Regions from separate parts of the Sus scrofa genome. Here regions 1 and 2 are each linked to region 3. A link is a contact called in public Hi-C and HiChIP or PLAC-seq data. All regions are on one chromosome and are shown on one strand. The core of a region is the stretch at or near the end of the contact, and the rest is flanking DNA. Distances in the headings are between cores, read along the strand shown. Region 1 holds the start of BTBD19 (BTB/POZ domain-containing protein 19). Region 2 holds the start of UROD (uroporphyrinogen decarboxylase). Region 3 holds the start of HPDL (4-hydroxyphenylpyruvate dioxygenase-like protein).

Region 1 (3,496 bases), core at 405-2,904, 510 kb after region 3:
TTTCAGATACCATTAGCATCCTGGGCAGGCAGTGAGCCCCAGGCAGCACCCTTGAACTACTTCCTGTCTGTGACTCTGGCTCAATTTCTTTTTTCTTTCTTTTTCACGCTGTACCTGCGGCAAATGGAAGTTCCCGGGCTAGAGGTTGAATAGGAGCTGTAGCTGCCCACCTACAGCACAGCCACAGAGATACCAGATCCGAGCCGTGTCTGCCACCTACACCGCCGCTCATGGCAACTGGATCCTTAACCCACTGAACCGGGCCAGGGATCGAACCCTCATCCTCATGGATACTAGTTGGATTCGTTTCCACTGAGCCACAGTAGAGACTCCCTGGCTCAGTTTCTGAAGTTTCATTCCCGATGTGAGTCCCCAGTTCCCAGAGCGGGGTCATCTGCTCCTCTGCCTCCCTCCCCAGGGAGGCATTCAAGTCACATTCCGGTTCTCAGGATCCAGGGGGCAGAGGGCTCTTCTCTGCCAGGAGCCCGAGGTCTGAAAAAGGAAAGCCTTTCCCTGAGGTCACCCAGCTGAGCCTGAACTCCACCCCCCACCGCCCCCACCTCCGGCTCGCAGGAAAATTGCAGACACTGAGTGACCAGGAGCCATCCTCTACTTCCCCAGGCTGAGGTCACCGGGGGAGGAGGCTCAAGCCCCAACTCCCCACTTCCTCTGAACCCAGAGCTTCCTCAGAATCACGGGGCCCAGCAGAGGCAGCTAGGGAAGACCCGCAGACAGGGCCCGCCCCCTCACCTGTACAGGGGGTTGTTGACGAGGCTTCGGAGTGCCGTGGAAAAGGGCGCCACCGCCCCGTGCACAACCAGTCCTGGGGGCTCCATGGGTGGGGGCGGGAGGGGGGTAGAGGAGTAAGCAGGGGGTGCAGCCCAGGAGGCTTGTTGTCTGTGGGTCTGTAGGGAGGCGGAAGGTGGAAGGAGCAGGAGGCCTGGCCAGGCCCTAGAGCTGCAGAGGAGCTAGAGAGGCCTGAGAGGGAGGGGCGGGAGCTTGGGAGCCCTGTTTGCTGAGAAGCTGAAGTTTAGGGATGGGGCGCGAGAGGCCCCGGTTCCCGAAGGCATCAGAGGCTCGGGGAGAAGGCCGGAGGCTCAGGCTGGGGATAGGGACTCAGGGAGGGGACCCAGAGAGGCAGGGGTGGAGCAGGCCGAACGGGGAAGAGAGGCTGGCTGTGGATGAGGCCCCAGCTGGGAGCCTGCCCAGGCAGCGCCAGGGTGGAAAGCCTGTGGGTTTCCACGGAAACGAGATCCCAGGCGGAGAGGAGGCCCCGCCCCTTCCCCCACAGGCCCCGAAAACTTCAGCCCTAGAGGGGCCCTAAGCAGAGCCAGGGTCTTAGTGCCCTGACTCCTGACTGTCCAGGGTTCAGGGTTCGAACCCTCTGTCCCTCCCCCCCGCCCCCTGTAGGCCCACAGGGTCAGGGGCAGGGTCAGGGTCAGGGTCAGGGTCAGGCTAGCCAGGCCTGGGGAACCCCCTCAACCGGGAAAGTCCTTGACCCCTCGGACCATTTTCAGGGCCCAGACCTGGTTTGTCTGGGAGGTGGCCGCCCTGTCCTTCCCAGAGTGGGGGCTCAGGTGAGGTGGTGTCAGCTCTGACAGAGGCATCGTGGTCTCTGGCATCCCTGAAATGCAACTGCAGTGAGGGTGGAGGGCCGTCTGGGCACTAGGGCACCCAGGAGGTGTGGGCAGCTGGGGACAAGCCCCAGGCCACTTAGGTCAGCAGGGTTTATGCAAAGTGGAGTCACCACTGTTGCATCAGGCCCGGGTCCTGATGGGTGCCTCCCCCTCCCCCTCAAGCCCTGAACTGAGGAAGTCATCCAAGCCCCACCCAGCTCTGCGCGGGGAACGGAAATGTTTGTCCCTGTTGCAGCCGATGTGGAAACGCTCGAGCCCATGACGTGCTCCTTCCTGTCGGCCCAGATCCCGATTCCTGGGCAGCCACCCCCGCAGCCCCAAAAGGTGTCCCATATCCCAGGCCTCTGCGACTTGCTCCCCAGTGGAGAGCCAGGCTTCGCGAGGGGAGAGAAGGTCAGCGGCTCAAAAGCCCTGGCGTGGGGGATGCCTTTCTGACCAGAGCCTCTCTCTACATCTGCCCCTTCAGTCTTATGTGTATGCCCTTGGGCGCTAAACCTCTGTCCCCTCTGCTGGTGACTCAGGCACCCCGCACTCAGCACGTGCTCAGAGCAGTAACGCTCCCAGGTTAGGTCAGAGCTTGGACTCGAGAGAAGGAACCAGGAAGAGAGGCGTGCTTGCCCAGCAACCCATGGCAACCCCACAACACAGGCAAGGGGCCCTTACCCTCCCACCTGCCAGTCAGGCGGCCAGGCAGGGGCCGGGGGGAGAGAATGTGAAAGCCAAAGACTGTGGTGACTCAAGGGGCTGAGGAGTTTCGGGAGAAGAGGGCAGCCGTCCCAGCACTGACTCTGGAGGTAGGGCCAGGAGCCAAGAGCAGAGGGTGGAAGGACCATCCTGGGTCACTTGGCCCCAGCCTCAGCCAGTTGTGGGGATCTTTGCGCCAGCTGCCTTAGAAGAGGTAGGGGTGGAGGATGGCGGGATCTGAGACACGCAGGGCTGGGCCTGTCTGTGGGGGTTGAAGGAGTCAGGTCTATGCCTCCTTCTGTTAGGGGGTGGAGGCTCCCTGTCCAGGCGGAGGCAGAGGGGGCCACTACGGCCCCACTTCTCCTGCTGGTAAAGCCCAGTACAAGAGAGAAAAGGCAGTGGACTCTGAGCTCAGTTAAGGAGCCTCCAACGCTCAGCGAGTGCGGAGCTCAGAGGACAGGGACAGCCCCAGATTAACAGTCTGCGCAGCGTCTCTCCCCTTATTTTGTCTCTAGCAGCCCTTAACCCTCCCAGTACTTCGAATCCACACAGCCCCAGACTCCTGGATTCACCTGTCCCCAAAAAACAGGTAAGAAGGAATTAGGGAGTAAAAACCTCTTACTAAGAGACTGGACGGTGTACAAGGAGGGCCAGGCAGGGCCTGCCCGTAACGGGGGTCTTTCAGTCCGCAGGTCCATGGCTGGCAGGCCTGTGCCCGCCGGCCGTCAGGAGGAGGAGCTTGCCAAAGACCCTGGGCAGAAACTGTCCCTGGCGCGGCCTCCGGGCCGCCTGCCCAGCATTGATGAGACCCGACCAGCTGGCCCAGGCCCGGCCTCCCGCCGCGGCTCCGTGCTAGGTCCAGCCTCGTCCTTTTCACGCCGCAACTCGCTGGCCGGAGCAGGTGCAGGGCCCGGGGGTCGGCGCCCGTCCCTGGGCCCCGTGCCGCCGCTGGGCTGGCGGGTCAGCTTCTCGGGCCTGCCCCTGGGGCCCGCCCGCCGGCCGGCGCCCTCGTACCGCACGGAGCCCGCCCCCGGGGAGCGCTGGGAGGCCGCGCGCGCCCAGAGGGCCCTGGAGCAGCGCTGGCAGCGGGCCTGCGGGACGCACGCTACGTGGGCGCCGAGGCCGGGCGGCTGGCGCGGGAGCTGTGCGACCTGGCGCGCGTGCACCTGCGCGAG
Region 2 (3,619 bases), core at 1,013-3,512, 320 kb after region 3:
CTTGGCCACATCACGGATGTAGGGCAGTGCAAATTTATTGAAGAGCTGTGGGCCAAGATGCCCTGCATGGGACTCAAAGAGCTGCAATGCCTGCAATGAGAGGGGTGGTAAAGAGAAATAGGTAACATACAAAGAGGAAGTGTGTCTAACCCCACACACAGAAGGTCCCTCAATCTCCCCCAGGTGACTTCAACCCCTGATACTGCCTAAGCCTATAAACCCAGTTCCAGTCAAAAAGTTTTGCCTTCTCCAGATCTCAGTACTGGCTTTGATCTTTGAACACACACAGCATTAAGGGTCTAGGCTTAGCTGCTCCGGCCCCATTATTTCGGAGCAAACTTATTTTGTGCCTGGCATGAAGACACCTCTCCTCTCCTTAATCCTAAACCCCAGCCTGTCTGTCTCTCCCTCAGGACTTACCTGGGCACCAGCAGCCACCTGTCCCACCAGGTATGGGACAAGAGCATCAGTGAGGATGCGAAGCAGCTGGTGACTGGCCTGCGGCCTCTGGTAAAGCCAGCGCTTGGCCTGAGCCATGGTGTTTGAGCCGCCACCCTCAACCATGTATGTCATCAGAGTCCACTGCAAAAGGGTGCAAAGAGAACGTCACAGGTATAGAAGCCAGATTGACGCTTCCTTCCCTTGTCCATACCCAGACCTGCCAGCGTAGTTTCCCCAAGCCCAAGTCCCTGCCCTGGTCCATATTACCGGGGCACCAGCAAAGCCAATCAGTGGCACTCGCCCAGCCAGTCGTTGCCGAGTGAGGGTGATGGCCTGGAACACATAGTCCAGCTCAGAGGCCACTGTTGCTGGGTCCCGGAGGCGCTCTAAGTCTCGCTCTTCTCGTAATGGCTCTGGGAAGCTGGGCCCTTTGCCAGGCACCATAGTCACCTCCATGCCCAGTGCCTGGAGGGGAAGAAAGATCTGAGTTCCCAACGGGTACCTCCAAAGGAAGAGTTCTGTTCGACCCATGCCAGGAAGGAGGAAAAGGAGGAAAAAAAACTCAGCCAAACTCCATCACTTCCAGCCTATTTTTCCCTCTGTCCAGTAAGGATAAGTGCTCATCTTGAGCCTTGACTGTCTTTTCTCTTTTCCACCTGTTCAAAGTTTGAGCAGGTACCTGGGGTACAACGAGGATGTCGGAGAAGATGATGGCAGCATCCAGGGGGAAGCGACGCAGTGGCTATAGGGAAACAAAGACAGGTTGCTAGGTGGCAAGTTGAGGGCATAAATCCCTCCCCTCTTTTGTGGACCCCTCACCTGCAGCGTCAGTTCACAGCACACCTCTGGAGATCGACAGGTGCTGAAAAAGTCCTGGGCAGCCCTGGTTTCCCTAAACTCTGCAGACAGAAAAGGGAGGGCAGGGATCAGCTTTGAGGAACCTCTAGCGCGCGCCCTTCTCTGCCTCTCAAAAACTTTTTGCCTTTCGGAGTTTCACCTAGACTCTGAGGCCCCGACCCTGACCTGGTAAGTAGCGGCCTGCCTGCCGCATGCACCAAACCGGAGTGTAGTCTGTTTCTTCTCCCCAGGCTGCTCGCAGGAAGGTGTCATTCTTCAGCTCCGGAAAACCCTGGGGACTAGAGATCAGAGGGAGTGGGGTAGGTGTCAGTAAACTGAGCTAGGAGTTGGGCAAGGCTAAGGTGCTTAAGGTGGATTCAGTCTGGCACCGCTATCTGCCTTCTCCAGGCCAGCTACCAAGCTGTGGCTCCCCGCCGATTCCGCCTCCCTCTGCCTATCTGGTGGTGCACAGAACTAGAAGGGCTCGTGCTGGGGCCTCTACCCTACACATTGGCCCAGCTTCCCCAACCTCAAAGCCAATGAAGAGACACGGAGAATGGGGGCGGGGGGGTGAGGATAGTTTGGGGATCTTTGGACCAGAAGAATCTCAGGAACAAGAATACCAGTGGGCTGTTTCAGGGCTGGAAGAACCCCAGGCTGGGGGACAGTCATGGAGGGATCAGAGATGATGGTCCGAAATAGGGATCCTAGTCGAGGATTAGAAAGTCGAGGGGGTATCCCCTAAATGAAGGTCTGCGGGACGCAGTCCAGCGAGACATTCCCTGGGATGAATGTCTCAGGAATCCTGGTTGGAGGATTTGGGATTCCAGCGACTTGGGTTCAGGTTGAGAGCTCTCCGGGGCTGGGGAGGAGGGGTATAGGGACAGATTCCTGAGCGGAAACGTTCAGGTCAGAAGCCCCGCCGGCCAAACTACGTGGTAAAGGACTCACCCAGACTCGTTCGCCTCCATGATCAGCTGTCTGTAAACGCGAGCCGGGTCCCCACTAAAACCTGAGTCTGCGCCCGCCCCCTGCTCAAGCCCCGCCCCTTCCTGGAGCGGCGCGAGGCCGCCGCCATGTTGAAAGTCACATGATCAGATTCGAGCCGCTGCTCCTGCGCTGCCCCGGCCGCTGCCGGTAGGACCGCCTCTCTCTACATCGTAAAGTCCGCTGTAGCGACGCAGCCACAAATACCACCCCCGAAAGAACCTTGCTGTAGCTACCCTTAGCGTGGCAGGAGGAATTTGCCCTCCTCCGATGGCCTGAGAATCCCGAAGACTCAGCCCAAGTCTCACTTTCACGCCCACGCCAGGATTCCAACAATTTTATGTCTGGCTCGACCAAGCATACTGTGAATTAATGGAACTAAGTTGTACAGGGAACTGAAATAATGAAATATTTCTATTACCTAGTAAGAGGTGAGCACTACAGTAGATGCAGAGCTCACAGTGATGTACAAGACAGCTCCGTCCTTTAAGATGCGGAAACAGAAACCTTTACATTTACAACAGTAAATGTTTTAAGGGGAAAAGCTAGAAGCAACGAACAAGCACGCCATCTATTAGGGAGAGCTGGAGTTCTTGTCGTGGCGCGGTGGTTAACGAATCCGACTAGGAACCATGAGGTTGCGGGTTCGGTCCCTGCCCTTGCTCAGTGGGTTAACGATCCGGCGTTGCCGTGAGCTGTGGTGTAGGTTGCAGACGCGGCTCGGATCCCACGTTGCTGTGGCTGTGGTGTAGGCCGGTGGCTATGGGTCCGATTGGATCCCTAGCCTGGGAATCTTCATATGCCGCGGAAACGGCCCTAGAAAAGGCAAAAAAGACCCCCCCCAAAAAAATTAGGGAGAGCAATGGGGGTGTTCCACGCAGAGGGAACAGCATGTGCAAAGAGAAGACAGCAAAAGAGGAAGAGGTTTTATGGGAACCGGGAAACAAGTTGGTGGAATTTAAGAGGCTGGAGACGCCTGCAAAGTCCAGGTTATGCAGGCCCTTGTTAGCTGCACTTGTTCACTTTATCCTGTAGTGGTGTGATCGTGTGCAAACAGCCGGGAGTCACTGTGTCCTCAACTTCCTCAGGAGAAACAAATGGAAAACTGTCAAAATTACATGGGACCATTTATTTTTTTTTTCTTGATAACTTCACTTATTTGAAAACAAAACAAAGTTTCTACCCAAGTGTCCATCAAGTTATGAATGGATTTTTAAAAATGTAGTGTGGGTGTGTATACACACACAATGGAATATCATTCAACCATAAAAATAAACATATACATGCTATGACATTGTTGTAACATTATACTGAGTGAAATGACAGACGCATAAGGACAATACTGTATGGTTCC
Region 3 (3,309 bases), core at 575-3,074:
GGCGTCAGGAGCTGACCCCCGGCCCCTGCTACCCGCTCAGTGGCTTCCATGATGTTGGGCGTGTACAGCCCCACGTGCTGCAGTCCAGGTCCCCCATTCTGGGCTAGGAACTGCTCCACTTGGTCCCGACCACGGAGAGACCCAGGCAGGGACTCTGCCAGCACTAGGGTTGGGACGGCACTGCCAGTCGGAGCCTGCAGGGCGGTGAGCCTCAGACCACCGCGCCCAGACCCTGCTGCCACCTCCAGGCCCAGCTCTGGATCCTCACCTGGGCTCAGCGGCAGGTGGTGAAATCCTAGACAGTCGTGGAACCAGCGCATTATTTTGGGGGAGCTGCTGCGAGGGCAGGCCAAGGTCAGGTGGTCCACGTGGGTGACCCAGCCCGGGCCGGGTACAGAGGACACGGGCCGAAAGCCGGGGAGAAAGGGCCCGCAGAAGCCGGGGCGCTCCAGCAGCGTCAGGCTGAGGTTGCCGGCGGGCGAGCCGACCACGGCGTAGGTGGCGGCGCCCTGTGCATCCTGCACGGTCACCGGAGGCACCTGCACGTTGCAGCCCAGCGCGGCTAGCGCCCGAGCTGCAGCGCCCACGTCAGCCACGTCGAAGCACAGGTTGGTCGCACCGGGCACCGCGTGATGCGGGTCCAGGCTGTACAGCGGCTCCCCAGGCCCGGCGCCCTCGTTCACCAAAAAGACCGCGTCGCCGCTGCGCAGGGCCAGCTGCCGCCAGCCATCGGCTTCCCTCACCGCCAGGGGCCGGAAACCGAAGAAGCGCTGCAGATCCCGGGCGAGGGGCTGCCCCGCGGGCACGTGGAAGGCGACATGGCACAGACGGCGGACAGGCGCGGCCATGGCGGTCCGGTCGGCGTCCCTCCTGTCCTTCCCCTGGGGTCGCTCACGGGTCGTGGACTCCGCGATCCTCAGGTCCCCGGCTTGTCGTCGGAAGCCGGTGGGAGTCCGCTTTTGCTCGCAGAGTGCGTGCCTCGGTCTTTTTCCGGGAGAAGCCGCAGACAGACCCCTTGGGGCTCGCAGTTCCCCCTGTTGTGCCCCCCTCACTGGAGCTGCCTGGGGACCACCAGGGGGACCTGAGAACCACGCGGAGCAAGGGCTGGGACCCAGCAGGAGCGAGGGAGGGCGGAGCCAGTGACTCCGCCCTCCGCCCGCCCAGACTCCTGTCCCCGGCGAGGGGAGAAGGACTGCCCCTTCCCACGGCCTCTGGGCCGCAGCCTTGGGCCCTGACCTTCCCATGGCCTCTGGCTGAGCCACACTCTTGGCCCCTGAGCCACCCTTCCCCGGACCCTGGAGATCACAATAGCTGCCTTCACTGGGTGCCAGGCAGCGGGCTCCCACTTAGAGCGAAGGTTTCAGCCCTGGTTGGGAGAAGAGCCCACATTCTTCCCCTGTAAGCACGAATTCCTTAGCAATTTCATGTTTGAGCTTAAATTTTTTGGAGAATTTGCTTTTAAGTCCTAATGTCCTTTCCAACGTAAAAAATATTAAAATGTTTTGTTACAGATTTTCATTCCTTCCTATAATGGTCCAGAGAAATCGATGTTTATAGGAAGATGGGCCATTTATACAGCTACGACATGCTTCTCACCTTTCTCTTGGGAAGTCTCTCAGCTGCATTTTTCTCTTTCCTCAACCCCATTCTCCGTTTAACATCTTTTACCTCTTGTCCCAACAAGATTGGGAGAAAGAGGTGGTCGCTCGGGATCTGAACGGAGTAACTGCATGGGTGACCTTTCTCAGCCCCGACCCTATCAGGACTTAGAACAAGCCCTTCTTGGAGTTCCTGTTGTGGGGCAGCGGAAACGAATCCGGCTAGAATCCATGAAGTTTCCATCCCCGAGTTCCCGTCCTGGCGCAGTGGTTAACGAATCCGACTAGGAACGAGGATTCGGGTTCGATCCCTGGCCTTGCTCAGTGGGTTCAGGATCTGGCATTGCTGTGAGCTGGGGTGTAGGCTGCAGAAGCAGCTCAGATCCCGCGTTGCTGTGACTGTGGTGTAGGCTGGCAGCTACAGCTCCGATTAGACGCCTCACCTGGGAACCTCCATATGCCGCGAGAGCAGCGCTAGAAAAGGCAAAAAGACAAAAACAAACAAACAAACAAACAAACAAAAAAAACCACGACACCCAAGCCCTCCTTGCTCTTTGCAGCTTCCTGACTGTGTACCAGGCAGACACACTTTGCAGATCACCGGATGAGGAAGTTAGGAGCCTTCTGGAAAATCACCTGGTAGCACCTCAAGGATTTGGAAGGGCATTCCTGGAAGGGCATGTAGCATAAACAAAAGCTCAGCGAGGAATGTGAGCCAAACCCTCAGAGGCGCAACGGAGCATAAGGTTGGGGAGGCGGTAGGGACGGATGCAAAGGCACTGCAAATGAAAGTCCTCTGTCAGGCAGCCTGGGGTGATAACGACTGTTGAGTTTCACTGGCCAGAGGGGAAAAGGATGTGATGAGGGGACAGGGCTTAGAAGAAAAGACTCAGTACTCAGAAGCTGGTCAGTGAAAGACGCTTGGTGCTGCTCCACAGACCAGTGAATCCGAGAACATGGGCTCCAAAAGCCAGACAGACCTGAGTTTAAAATCCACTTCCAACACTTCCTAGCTGTATGACTTTGGGTAAGTTGCTTAACGTCTCTGAGCTTCAGTTTCTTCTGTTAAAAAAATGGGAATAATAATGGTACCTACTTCATAGGGTTGCTGTGATTAAATGAAATTGTGGTGCAGTCCGGAAAGAGATCCAGGTTTTAGCCTATGAACCTGGGCCTGCTGGTGGGGTCGGGGCATACAAAGGGCTGCGTCTCCCTAGGCCTGAGCCCTGGGAGGGGATTCTAAGAGAAGGGGCCCTGGGAATAGGGCTCTGAGAGGATTGGTTCAGAACAGGCTATGCTCAGAATTCCCTGGCTCAGTGGGTTGAGGATCTGGTTTTGTTACTGCTACGTTTCAGCTGTGGCTCGAGTTCAGTCCCTGGCCCTGGTAACTTCCGCATGCCGCAGGTGCCGCCAAAGAAAAGAAAAGGAAAAAAAGGTCTATGTTCTGCCCCAGTTATCATGATGAGGGCCCCAAAGGAGACGCGCTAGTGCTTCTAGGCCTTCGGTCCAGGAGAAGGAATTTCTACTCAAGGGCTCTGGGTACCGACAGAAGGAACAGACACAGCCCTCTGCACAGCACTTCCTACCTGGAGAGGATGGGTTTCTGGAGGCTGTGGCTGCTGTCTGAAAGAAAATGCTGATCTTGGCAGAGGCGTGTTGCCCTGCCAGGGCGTGGCTTTGGCCCAGGGCACACACTGGGCTCTCAAGAGGC

Evidence for each region. Hi-C and Micro-C count contacts between places; a contact is called where the count stands out from the background. HiChIP or PLAC-seq counts read pairs in DNA pulled down with a chosen protein or histone mark.
Region 1: an H3K27ac HiChIP or PLAC-seq map of alveolar macrophages shows a contact between it and region 3. The contact joins the promoter of BTBD19 here to the promoter of HPDL in region 3. A contact is called at or near these places in 4 of 5 promoter capture datasets (fetal liver, fetal skeletal muscle, liver and 1 more), 2 of 47 Hi-C or Micro-C datasets (embryonic fibroblasts and liver) and 2 of 2 datasets of contacts at active chromatin or transcription factors (alveolar macrophages and skeletal muscle).
Region 2: a Hi-C map of skeletal muscle shows a contact between it and region 3, with 4 times the contacts expected there. The contact joins the promoter of UROD here to the promoter of HPDL in region 3. A contact is called at or near these places in 3 of 5 promoter capture datasets (fetal liver, fetal skeletal muscle and liver), 18 of 47 Hi-C or Micro-C datasets (blood, brain, embryonic fibroblasts and 8 more) and 2 of 2 datasets of contacts at active chromatin or transcription factors (alveolar macrophages and skeletal muscle).

What each region holds. Positions count from the first base shown.
Region 1 is chr6:166,525,071-166,528,566 of Sscrofa11.1, forward strand. It overlaps BTBD19 (BTB/POZ domain-containing protein 19), which reads right to left and starts at 1,655. Exons shown (of 8, transcript XM_021096773.1): 1 at 751-1,655; 2 at 1-492. TCTEX1D4 (Tctex1 domain containing 4) reads left to right here and starts at 2,280. Exons shown (of 4, transcript NM_001032356.1): 1 at 2,280-2,431; 2 at 2,837-2,910; 3 at 3,007-3,393; 4 at 3,396-3,496. The coding sequence starts at 3,018.
Region 2 is chr6:166,328,296-166,331,914 of Sscrofa11.1, forward strand. UROD (uroporphyrinogen decarboxylase) reads right to left here and starts at 2,263. Exons shown (of 10, transcript NM_001244940.1): 1 at 2,230-2,263; 2 at 1,465-1,577; 3 at 1,261-1,340; 4 at 1,121-1,183; 5 at 709-906; 6 at 421-582; 7 at 1-90. The coding sequence starts at 2,249.
Region 3 is chr6:166,013,227-166,016,535 of Sscrofa11.1, forward strand. HPDL (4-hydroxyphenylpyruvate dioxygenase-like protein) reads right to left here and starts at 1,825. Exons shown (of 1, transcript XM_003128048.4): 1 at 1-1,825. The coding sequence starts at 1,244.